Linked DNA regions of Mus musculus: all the other regions are linked to region 3. The links are chromatin contacts, called in public HiChIP or PLAC-seq maps. All regions are on one chromosome and are shown on one strand. The core of a region is the stretch at or near the end of the contact, and the rest is flanking DNA. Distances in the headings are between cores, read along the strand shown. Region 1 holds the start of Hoxaas3 (Hoxa cluster antisense RNA 3). Region 2 holds the start of Hotairm2 (Hoxa transcript antisense RNA, myeloid-specific 2). Region 3 overlaps Snx10 (sorting nexin 10).

What was found. HiChIP or PLAC-seq counts read pairs in DNA pulled down with a chosen protein or histone mark.
Region 1: an H3K4me3 HiChIP or PLAC-seq map of embryonic stem cells shows a contact between it and region 3, with 5 times the contacts expected there. The contact joins the promoter of Hoxaas3 here to the enhancer-like site in region 3. A contact is called at or near these places in 6 of 39 promoter capture datasets (the HPC-7 cell line, HPC-7-derived erythroid cells, cranial neural crest and 4 more), 1 of 15 datasets of contacts at CTCF or cohesin (the NIH/3T3 cell line), 2 of 484 Hi-C or Micro-C datasets (embryonic stem cells and muscle stem cells), 14 of 115 datasets of contacts at active chromatin or transcription factors (acute myeloid leukemia, bone marrow-derived macrophages, craniofacial prominence and 8 more) and 1 of 9 other capture datasets (adipose tissue).
Region 2: a contact with region 3 is called in an H3K27ac HiChIP or PLAC-seq map of embryonic stem cells, with 5 times the contacts expected there. The contact joins the promoter of Hotairm2 here to the enhancer-like site in region 3. A contact is called at or near these places in 3 of 39 promoter capture datasets (the 3T3-L1 cell line, the C10 cell line and frontonasal cranial neural crest), 3 of 115 datasets of contacts at active chromatin or transcription factors (embryonic hindbrain, embryonic stem cells and microglia) and 1 of 9 other capture datasets (embryonic stem cells).

The regions. Positions count from the first base shown.
Region 1 is chr6:52,199,657-52,203,295 of GRCm38.p6, reverse strand. It overlaps Hoxaas3 (Hoxa cluster antisense RNA 3), which reads right to left and starts at 2,172. Exons shown (of 3, transcript NR_015611.2): 1 at 2,005-2,172. It overlaps Hoxa3 (homeobox A3), which reads left to right. Exons shown (of 5, transcript NM_010452.3): 2 at 2,358-2,459. It overlaps Hoxa5 (homeobox A5), which reads left to right. Exons shown (of 2, transcript NM_010453.5): 2 at 465-1,542. The coding sequence ends at 715.
Region 2 is chr6:52,154,940-52,158,664 of GRCm38.p6, reverse strand. It overlaps Hotairm2 (Hoxa transcript antisense RNA, myeloid-specific 2), which reads right to left and starts at 1,763. Exons shown (of 3, transcript NR_146400.1): 1 at 1,683-1,763; 2 at 687-775; 3 at 136-375. It overlaps Hoxa1 (homeobox A1), which reads left to right and starts at 348. Exons shown (of 2, transcript NM_010449.4): 1 at 348-1,098; 2 at 1,576-3,298. The coding sequence starts at 444. The coding sequence ends at 1,931. Hotairm1 (Hoxa transcript antisense RNA, myeloid-specific 1) reads right to left here and starts at 141. Exons shown (of 2, transcript NR_131181.1): 1 at 1-141.
Region 3 is chr6:51,552,527-51,555,801 of GRCm38.p6, reverse strand. The region is part of intron 1 of Snx10 (sorting nexin 10); the gene reads right to left. Among named protein-coding and RNA genes, the nearest start is that of Snx10, 30 kb to the right of the region's middle. Within about 2 kb of position 1,716, at least 24 of the 459 cell types and tissues checked have an H3K27ac peak or open chromatin away from gene starts, as enhancers often do. A contact at or near this core is called in embryonic stem cells, where this site is marked.

The sequences.
Region 1 (3,639 bases), core at 923-3,422, 650 kb before region 3:
AGAGGGAAAGCGAAGGAAAGGGAAGAAAAAGAAATCGGGCGCCCCAAGCGTACACTGGAACAGAAGGCGGCTAGCTCGGCTGGAACTTTAACTGAGGGTGACCTAGAGGCCACTTGGGAACTGAGAAAAAAAAGTAGTGCTTCAGTGCGTTTCTGGGCGGTGGGCAGACTGGGAGGGCAGTGCCCCCACTTAGGACAACTCGTAAAGGGCTAAAGAGCAGACTAGGGGGCGAGGGAAAGCCAAGCTGTCTTTAAACCCAGAGTTCCTGCCTCAGGTGGGTCGGTTGTTCCCAGAGTCCAAATCCGGTTGTTTTTCTCGCCAGAAAGGAAGGGAGAAGGAAATTTGGGGAGGGTGGGTGAGGAAGGAGAACTTGTTGAGCCTTCTCCGCAGCTCAGGACCCTGGCTGAGTTTTGGAACCAGGTGCTGAGGAGTTGGTGGCTAAACCGCTGACTTTTTTGTTACAGACAATATAGGTGGCCCAGAAGGCAAAAGGGCCCGGACGGCCTACACTCGCTACCAGACCCTGGAGCTGGAGAAAGAATTCCACTTCAACCGCTACCTGACCCGCCGAAGAAGGATCGAAATAGCTCATGCCCTTTGCCTCTCCGAGAGACAAATTAAAATCTGGTTCCAAAACAGGAGGATGAAGTGGAAAAAAGATAATAAGCTGAAAAGCATGAGTATGGCCGCGGCAGGGGGGGCTTTCCGCCCCTGAGCATCTGAGCGGCCAAAGTACTGAGCAGTAGTAGCCGGGCAGCTCTCTGTAGTGTCAGTACTAAGGTGACTTTCTGAAACTCCCCTTGTGTTCCTTCTGTGAAGAAGCCCTGTTCTCGTTGCCCTAATTCATCTTTTAATCATGAGCCTGTTTATTGCCATTATAGCGCCTGTATAAGTAGATCTGCTTCTGTTCATCTCTTTGTCCTGAATGGCTTTGTCTTGAAAAAAAAATAGATGTTTTAACTTATTTATATGAAGCAAGCTGTGTTACTTGAAGTAACTAAAACAAAAAAAAAAAAAAAAGAAAAGAGAAAAAAAAACTACACACACAAAAAGCCCCCCCACCTCGTTTAGTGCCAATGTTGTGTGTTGCACTTGAGTTCTTTAATGTGCATGTACGTGGAAGTGTTCCTGTCTCAATAGCTCCAAGCTGTTAAAGATATTTTTATTCAAACTACCTATATTCCTTGTGTAATTAATGCTGTTGTAGAGGTGACTTGATAAGACACAAATTAACTTGTTCAACGTGTAGTGGCTAGTGGCTCTGTGACGAAAACTGTGACTCCAAGCGGTGTGTCCCTGCGTGCCTTTGTAGGACCCTTTGCACGAACTCTGGAAGTGGCTCTTATAAGCGCAGCTTCAGTGATGTATGTTTTTGTGAAAAAGTTACAAATATTGTCCAAGTCTGGCTGTTTAAGCAAACTGTGATCAGCTTTTTTTTTTTTTTGTATTTGTTTTTAAGGAAAAAAAACACTGACTGGAAACAAAACAAAATAAACTTTCTATTGTAAGTTCTCTTGGTCTGATTTATGCCAAATAGCAAGCTGCTCTTTCTGCTTTTCTGTCTGTCCAATAGTACTGTAGGCTGCTGAGTCTGCGGCTACCTGGGCAGCCTGCCTGTTCATTGTGGCTTCACACCAACACCTTGACTCATAGCTTTCCTCACTCAGAACCATCAGAAACCTCAGGCCAGAAGAACATAGTGGGAAAAGCTGTAGGAGGTTCCAAAGCTTGAGTCCACCTTGTCCATCTCTGAGGAAACCAAGTTAACTTTGTACCAAAAAGGAGAGGAAGAGAAAGAGAGAGAAGCCAGGGCTTTGTTAGCCACACTCCGGCCCACATAGATCCAAGGCTATTGTAGGCCTTGTTGAAGAGGCTTCTCTGCCAGGCTGTAGACCCCAAACCCTCTGCCCACTAACCAACCCCAGCACTCAGTTCCCTCTACCCTTACTGAACCACTTGGCTTCTTTTGCTACAATTAATTTGCTACAAATGGAAAGTACTTACCCCATCCTAGCTCCACTGGGAAACTCCTCAGAGCAGCTAAAGCCCAACTAGAGATTTGCACATTTACTGGCTGCTTACACGGATGCCGTCTTTCCTTTTAAAAGTTATAAAACAGTAAACTTTATAAGCCCCAGTTCCGGCTATATGACATTTGGGTGCCAAATGAATAGGGTTTTGTCTATGAATTAGATCGTAAAATCATCCATAGCACAGACAGATCGCCTCACTGGCTATAAAACGTCACGTGGGGCCATTAAAGTAAGTTTTATGGTTTTGGGGAGTTGACATCCAACATTATATACCACATAACATATAATCTCACTAACGCTGGACTCCATTTGACTCTTTTGCAGGCTACGTGTGCTGCCTGGTCATTCAAAGTGTCAATTTTAGGTCCAGAAGTGTCCAAACCACAAGTTCTCAAAACTCTGAAAAATGGCTCCCTCCATGTTAAGGTAAGCTCGCCTCTTGAGTTTATTTTCACTCTTAAAAAGTTTCTTGTCCTCTCTTTCTGTCTGGCTCAGTATTCAAAATGGGAGAACAAACTTTTCCCTCTGCCTGCCTAAATTAGCAAAGCCAGAGCCAGCCTTGTGGAGGCTGCGCGGTGAAGAATGCCTGTGGCCGGCCGAGAACGGCTTCCCCAGGCCTAACTTTAATTGCTGCACAATCGTGATGTTAATGACTTCCGCTGCTCCCGCCGGCGTGCAAAAAGATGATTGTGTGTGTGTGTGTGTGTGTGTGTGTGTGTGTGTGTGCGCGCGCGCGCGCGTGTGTGAAAATGGGTCTGTCTGTGAAAACTTGGCAGCCCCGGGCCTTCTTTCTAAGGTTGGTCAGGCCCAGGCTCTTTGGGGGTCGTGGAGCTCTGGGAGTTGAAGGGACGCAGGCCACTGGAGGAGAGGGGTAAACTGAACTCGAGAGTTTGAAAGAAAGGCCCGGAAAGGACCGAGGCCGACACTGGCGGGATTCCTTGTGGGGCTGAGGCAATATGTCTTCGCAGGGCCAGGGTCATTTGGCAAGACTGAATTGAGGCGGGCAGCCTTTGGGCCTGAGTTTCAGACCGACTGGAGAGAGTGGAAACTGACTGGGGCCTTGGCTGTGTAGCAGGAGCAGGCTGCACCCACAGGATGTTGGGGACAGTGGGTCCCCACCTAGGAGGTACTCTGCTGTCCCCGCACCGGGCTAGGCCCAACCCTGTTAGTTCTTTTCATTTGACTGGTAGTGTTCTCACCAGCCTGTGAGTCTGAAGCAATAAACTTTATGGCCGGATTTAACTTTAGTCTTTGAATCCTCAGGGTAATTGAAAGGGGTTAAAGCGCTTTCTTTTCTTCCGCCTTGCCTGTCTCTGCCTCCCTTCTTTCCTTTCCCATCCCGGTCTTTGTAGGAATAAGACATCTATGCACAGGACCCTCAAAAGGCAGCTTAAGGGCTTCCCTAGATAACACTAAAGATAGAGAAATGTAACCCTCTCCAACTGCAGACAAATTCTCTCTTCTAAAACTGTGCCTAAAGTTTTAAGGGAAATTGAGGTGTCTTCAAATGCCCAACTTAAAAGTCCCCAGAGCCATTAGGTTGTTTTTCTTGACACATCATAAAGGGTACTTTAGGAAGAAATTACCCCTTTGTCAGTAGGAGATT
Region 2 (3,725 bases), core at 514-3,013, 600 kb before region 3:
GGCTGGGTGGGGAAGGGGCCGCGGAGGGGGCCTCCCATCCCCCCACATCTGGTGGCGGAGGCGCGCAAAGCCGGGCGCGCGCAGAAGGCAGTCTCGACTCCCTTTGGTCCCAGTGCTCCAAGTCAGCTCCGGGAGCGGCCGCTGCTACCGCCGCGGCCCGGGCTGCCTGGGGGGGCGAGCGCGCGTCACCTACACTGAGGAGCGCCGGGGATTTAAATGCCACTGAAACGGTGATCCATCACGGCCGCAGCCGGTAAACTTTCGCAGGCGGCTCAGCCATTGGCTGGTAGAGTCACGTGTCCTCCCCTCGAGCCCTCCGCCTGCCCGCCCCGCCTCTTGCGCACTGTACATTCATATCATTTTTCTTCTCTGGTCCTATGGAGGAAGTGAGAAAGTTGGCACGGTCACCCAGGGCTTCGCAGGATCCAATCACTCAGTGACAGATGGACAATGCAAGAATGAACTCCTTTCTGGAATACCCCATCCTTGGCAGTGGCGACTCTGGGACCTGCTCGGCGCGAGCTTACCCCTCTGACCATGGGATTACAACTTTCCAATCCTGCGCGGTCAGTGCCAACAGCTGCGGCGGCGACGACCGCTTCCTAGTGGGCAGGGGGGTGCAGATCAGCTCGCCCCACCACCACCACCACCACCACCACCATCACCACCCCCAGACGGCTACTTACCAGACTTCTGGAAACCTTGGGATTTCTTATTCCCACTCGAGTTGTGGTCCAAGCTATGGCGCGCAGAACTTCAGTGCGCCTTATGGCCCCTATGGATTAAATCAGGAAGCAGACGTAAGTGGTGGGTACCCCCCGTGCGCTCCCGCTGTTTACTCTGGAAACCTCTCGACTCCCATGGTCCAGCATCACCACCACCACCAGGGTTATGCTGGGGGCACAGTGGGCTCGCCCCAGTACATTCACCACTCATATGGACAAGAGCAGCAGACTCTGGCCCTGGCCACGTATAATAACTCCTTATCCCCTCTCCACGCCAGCCACCAAGAAGCCTGTCGTTCCCCTGCTTCAGAGACGTCTTCTCCAGCGCAGACCTTTGACTGGATGAAAGTTAAAAGAAACCCTCCCAAAACAGGTAAGTCCTGCCGGCTGACAGACAAATGCTGTTCGATTTTTGAAAGGGGCTGGCACACCTAGTTTCCTAGGAAAATGAATGATTTTTAAAAGATTGGTTCTTGTTTATGTCTAATGTCATCTAGAGTTGTAGTGAGTGGTGTAGGGTGCCCAGGTGTGCAGAGGCAAAAGCGTTTCACAGGGGCTGAGGTTTAAATGGTCTATAGTTAGATAGTGTGCGGGGAGTGGGAGGTGGTGATGGTGGTGATGGTGGTGATGGTGATGTCCTGTTAATATCTACAAGGCTCCATTAATCACGAGCCTGATCACACTAATGGTTGACTTCAGGTTAACACTGCTTACACATCGTCACTGGCGCTTCCCGATAGGGTTTGTGCTCGCTGAGTAGTTAACCGAATATTGCCTCAAGCTTGGGGCAATCTGGATAAAGGTTTAAGATTTTTTTTTTAATCTTTTCTCTCTTCCTCCCCTACCCTAGGGAAAGTTGGAGAGTACGGCTACGTGGGTCAACCCAACGCAGTGCGCACCAATTTCACCACCAAGCAGCTCACAGAGCTGGAGAAGGAGTTCCACTTCAACAAGTACCTTACACGAGCGCGCAGGGTGGAGATTGCCGCGTCCCTACAGCTCAATGAGACCCAGGTGAAGATCTGGTTCCAGAATCGCCGCATGAAGCAGAAGAAGCGTGAGAAGGAGGGGCTCCTGCCCATCTCCCCTGCCACTCCTCCTGGCAGCGATGAGAAAACGGAAGAATCATCTGAGAAATCTAGCCCCTCGCCCAGTGCCCCTTCTCCGGCATCGTCTACCTCAGACACTCTGACTACCTCCCACTGAGGCTACTCCAGCCCAACTCTGCAGCCCAGGCTTCTCCCTGGGCTGGGATTTCTTACCCAAAGCACATTCTTAGCTTATCTTCCTTTCTTTACAGACTCTCTCTTCCTTTCTCGTCCCATCTGGGGAGCTCCTGGCCAAGATAAGGTATTTCCAGAGAATTCTGGAGCCTTGGTTGGAAGTTAACTCCTTCATCCACATCGGGTGTCCACATCAATTGCTGATGGCTCCCAACATCCTTTCCTTCACTGTTGTGAGATTTTTTTCTCCCCACAACCTATGATTCCTTTTAGATGTCGGCTGGAGAACAGTTAGTTCCCTTTGCCATCAGACATTTGCAGGAAGGAGGCATCTCTCCTTTTATCTATGTATTGTTCTTCTCCACCTAGCCCTTAAGTAGGACATAGAGGAGAGAGAGTGTCCAAAGACTCATGAAGAAGAGATGCACTGTGTTTACACAATTAATTCACCCCCTAACTTAGCTGGTTTCATGTGTGTGAGTTTGCTGGTTGTAAATGCTTTCCCGTCAGAGATTTATCTTTATACACATTTTATAGAAATATGTAGGTCACTAAATCAAACAGGGTGGACAAATTCTCAAAACTGGTACAGTTCATGTGTGATTATGGGCGAAAGAAGAAAACCTCTTTCATTCAAACAGAGTCAGATGCCTCAGAAGTTGGCCTCAATTGGTTCTTTCAGAGTTAAGAAGGCCTGCCAAGCACTTTGCCTGTGCCAGGTCTTCCCAAACTCTAACCAATTCTTCCTGCTTCTCTGGCCACCCTGCATTTAAAAATCATGCTGGATCATTTGTAACCCAAAGGTATTCATTCTTTCAGTCACCCTTTCCTTCCACACTGTCTTGTATCATGGCTGGATCCAGTGTATTTCCAGCTAATTGTTAATGTGATGGATGGCACAATGAATGTATATTTTGTGTGATTCGTGACTAGTCTTCTGCATGTCGCACAATGTTCTGATGTCCCTGAAATATCACACTGAGTTCTATCAGTTATTCTTTGTGAGCCTATGATAGTCTCCATTTACTGTACAATCATGAACAGCTCTGAGATCCTGGAGTGATGTGGTCCAGAGCAGAGTTTACGGGTCTTAAGATGTCTGTAATAAAAGTATTCAAGTTTTAGGTATGCCTAAGCATCTTGTGTATTTGGCTGGACTACAGTGGTTGCTTACTACTAAGTTGGCCCATTTCACATGGGGAAGGGAGGGTGGTGTTTATTTTCAAAGAAGTAGGCTTTCCTCTGTCATGAAGCTTGCAGCTTTCCCTGGAAGAACATTTTCATCCAACCTATGTCTATTTAATGCACCGAACTTTTTACAATAACAACAGCTCTTTTTTTATTATAATCAGAGTTCAAACTGGAAAAAAAACAGTAAAGAAATATATGACAGAGATCTCTATTTGCAACAAACATGGATACTTCCTGGGTCAAGTGCTAACCTTTTCACCTCCAACTGAATGTTGACATAAACATAAACCCAGCCCCTTCAAAAGCTGAAAACTGTCTTCAGTCACTCTTTCCTCACATTCTTGAACCCAGAGCAAAGAGACTCACATTTAATCAGCTTCAGTATGGTAAGGATGTAAGGATGTCCCCGGTTCCTTTTTTTTTTTTTTTGATTGTCAGGCTATATTACCTTTTAAGTTGATGGTCTGTTCTCAATAAAGCCTTCTTTTCCCTATTTACATCAGCATCCACCCCTCCCAGCAGTTCCTTACATCTCTGCCTTGCATATCTTATCCCTTAAGATTCAACTTTCATTACCACCATGGCT
Region 3 (3,275 bases), core at 467-2,966:
GGCAGATTTCTGAGTTTGAGGACAGCCTGGTCTACAGAGCACACTCCAGCATTCCAGGCCAATTAGGAATACACAGTTGTGGGAAGCCACATGTGCCGTTGCAGAATGGCACTGACTACTGCTGGCCACCACGCATAAGTTTGGACAAACAACCAATGTGTACATATGCAGTAAAGTTTTTTGCAAAGACACTGCCTGGCCCAGGCATGATAATGAGGCTTTGAGAGTATAACCAATCAGATGTGAGACATGCAAATGAGGTATGATAATGAGGCTCTGTGAGGTACAGCGAGAGAGTAGCCAATCAGATGAGGAACATGCAAATGAGGCTTAGTGCATAACCAATCCGGGTGTGAGACATGCCTCTCCTAGGCCTATATAAGCAGCACCAGTTCTGGGCTTGGGGGTCTCTTCGCCTCTGCAATCAAGCTCTCCCAATAAACGTGTGCAGAAGGATCCTGTTGCAGCGTCGTTACTGCTGGCCAGTCCAGCGCGCGCAAGACAAAGTGAAACTCTTCCTCAAAAAAAAAAAATTGGGAGCTGGAAAAATGGCTCAGTGATGCTGGATTCTCTGCAGCCACAGGAAGGCTCACAACCATCCATAACTCCAGTTCCAGGGATCCAGTGACCTCTTCTGAGCTGTGTGCCAGGTATGCACATACATACATGCAGGCAAATACAGGGACGAGAAAGGTGACGTAACAGAGGTGCTCACTGCCAAGCACAACAACCTAAATTCAACCCCCTGCATGCGAGCAGTGGGAGAACCCGCTCCTCCAAGTAACCAGCTAGATAACCGACACACGCACACGCACGCACAGGCACACACGCACACACCCAAACACTCACAGGAACTAAGTTAGCTTCGCTTCTCTGTGCTCCACTTTCTCATAAGATACTCGGCTATTTTCTTTCCCTTTCCCCTCCCCTCCCTTCTTTTCTTTTCTTTTCTTTCCTTTTTTCTTTTCTTTTCTTTTCAGATTTATTTATTATTATATCTAAGTACACCGTTACTCTCTTCAGACACACCAGAGAGGGCATCAGATCTCATTACGGATAGTTGTGAGCCACCATGTGGTTGCTGAGATTTGAACTCAGGACCTTGGGAAGAGCACTCAGTGCACTTAACCGCTGAGCCATCTCTCCAGCACCCTCGGCTATTTTTCTAATTTAAAGTTTTAAGTGACTGCTGACTTCTTATGCTCATATTCTCAAGGACACTAGGTATTTCACTAGGTTTTCTGGGGAGCAGTTTTCTTACCTGCTCTGCACTGGGCAGGGCAAGCACGCTCCCACACATCCCCAGGGCCCCCAGGGCTCTCGGAGGACAGGATCCTGTCCAGGGCTACAGTCCCTTTACCCTACTTTTGTGACCCTCCCTAAGGATGAGTTGCAACACCAAGGATGTGTGTTGGACTCCGGAGAAGCCAACCCACAAGCTGGGTGCCTCAGGTACCACCCCGTGGTTAGATAATTGTAGCTCTCGGCAGGCATTTGAACCAGGAAACCTCGGGGCACTGCTTGGAAGCACTTAGGGAAATAAGCCGGGAAAGCGGTTACCGGAAATGGGAGAGATAAGGATGTCCCAGCCAAACGGCTCAGAGGTTAATAGTAAAAAGATGTGGAGAAAAAGGTATGGGCCTGAACAATGCCTGTCACAGACCCGGCGCCTGTGTGTGCTGCCGCTGGGTCTGACGCAGGGACCTGCATGCTTTGAGCTAGCATACCAAAATTTGGTCTGAGTCACTGTTCCATTGCTGTGAGCAGACACCAAGGCCAAGGCAACTTATAAAGAAACACTAGAAAGGCGTGGTGCCACGGCTTTTAATCCCAGGCGGATCTCTGAGTCTGGGGCCAGCCTGGTCTACAGGCAAGGCTACATGGAGAAACCCGGTCGAAAGAAGGAAAGAACGAAAGGAAGGAGGGAGAGAGGGAGGGAGGGGAAGAGGGGTGAGAGGAGGGGTAAGGAGGGGAGGAGAGGGAGGGAGGAAGAGATAAAGCTAGCAGGCACTACCTGAGGGCTTGCTTACAATTTGAGACTTAGTCCTTGGTCATCAAGGTAAAAGGTATGGCGGCAGGCAGGCATGTCTCTGGAGCAGTTGTTACTGCTTACACGTAGTGGTGGGGGTTTTTGAAACCTCAACGTTCACCCCCAGTGACAGAGCTCCTCCAACAAGGTTACACCCCCTAATCTTTCCTAAACAGCCCACTTGGAACCTCAAACATTCAAATATGAGCCTATAAGCCATTTCTAGTCAAACCAGCACAGACTTTTAGAGGCTATTTGTATGAAAAAGAAAAAAAAAAAAATCAACCAAGCACTAACGTTCAAATCTCTAAAACATGTGTTAGAAGTTAAACTTGTGGTGCCAAACGTGACCAAATTTAGGGTTTAAAATTAGCAGACAAGAAAAAAATGAACTTCACAACTATTTTGACAACGTTCTGCTTGGAACAGGGTGCAGATCTGCACAGCGAACGCATTGGGGACTTTCCTCCTCACGCTAGAAAAGACGCCATTGCAGTACAAAGATGGGAAATGAACCACCGTGAGGAGGAAAGGTGACAGAACTTACAGGAACAGCAGAGGCAGGCCGGGGCGGCCACCAGAGCGAGCGACATGCTGGTAATAAGGATGTCCTTGTGGGCGGTGAAACAGCCCTCGCCTCCTAGCAAGTACCCCTCCCACCTTCTCAGAGATCTTTATGCTACATGGCTCCCTTCCCTCATGATCTATTTGAGTCCCTCTTGCTTATTTCCTTTTTTTTTTTAATTTGTTTGTTTTTTGTTGTTGTTTTTGTTTGTTTGTTTTTACGAGACAGGGTTTCTCTGTATAGCCCTGGCTGTCCTGGAACTCACTTTGTAAACCAGGCTGGCCTTGAACTCAGAAATCCGCCTGCATCTGCCTCCCGAGTGCTGGGATTAAAGGTGTGCGCCACCACGCCCGGCTGCTTATTTCCATTTTAGAACAGCTGGTAAATGCAGGCGTGGTAGTTCATGGCTGTGATCCAGCTCTTCTTCAGGAGGCTGAGGCAGAAGGATGCTGCCCAATCCAAGCTAACCTGGACTACTAAGTATGACTGTTTCAAAAATAAGCAAGTAAATAAAAAGAGGGGAAACTGACTGACAGCAGGGTATTTGGAGTTCTCTCATGCCCCTCCTGATCCTTGCCAAAGGATTTTTTTTTTTTTTAAAGATAGGGTTTCACCTGGTGTGGAGTGGAGGCACACAGATTCAAGCTTAGGTCTTGGGAGGTGGAGGAGGGGTGGGGGATC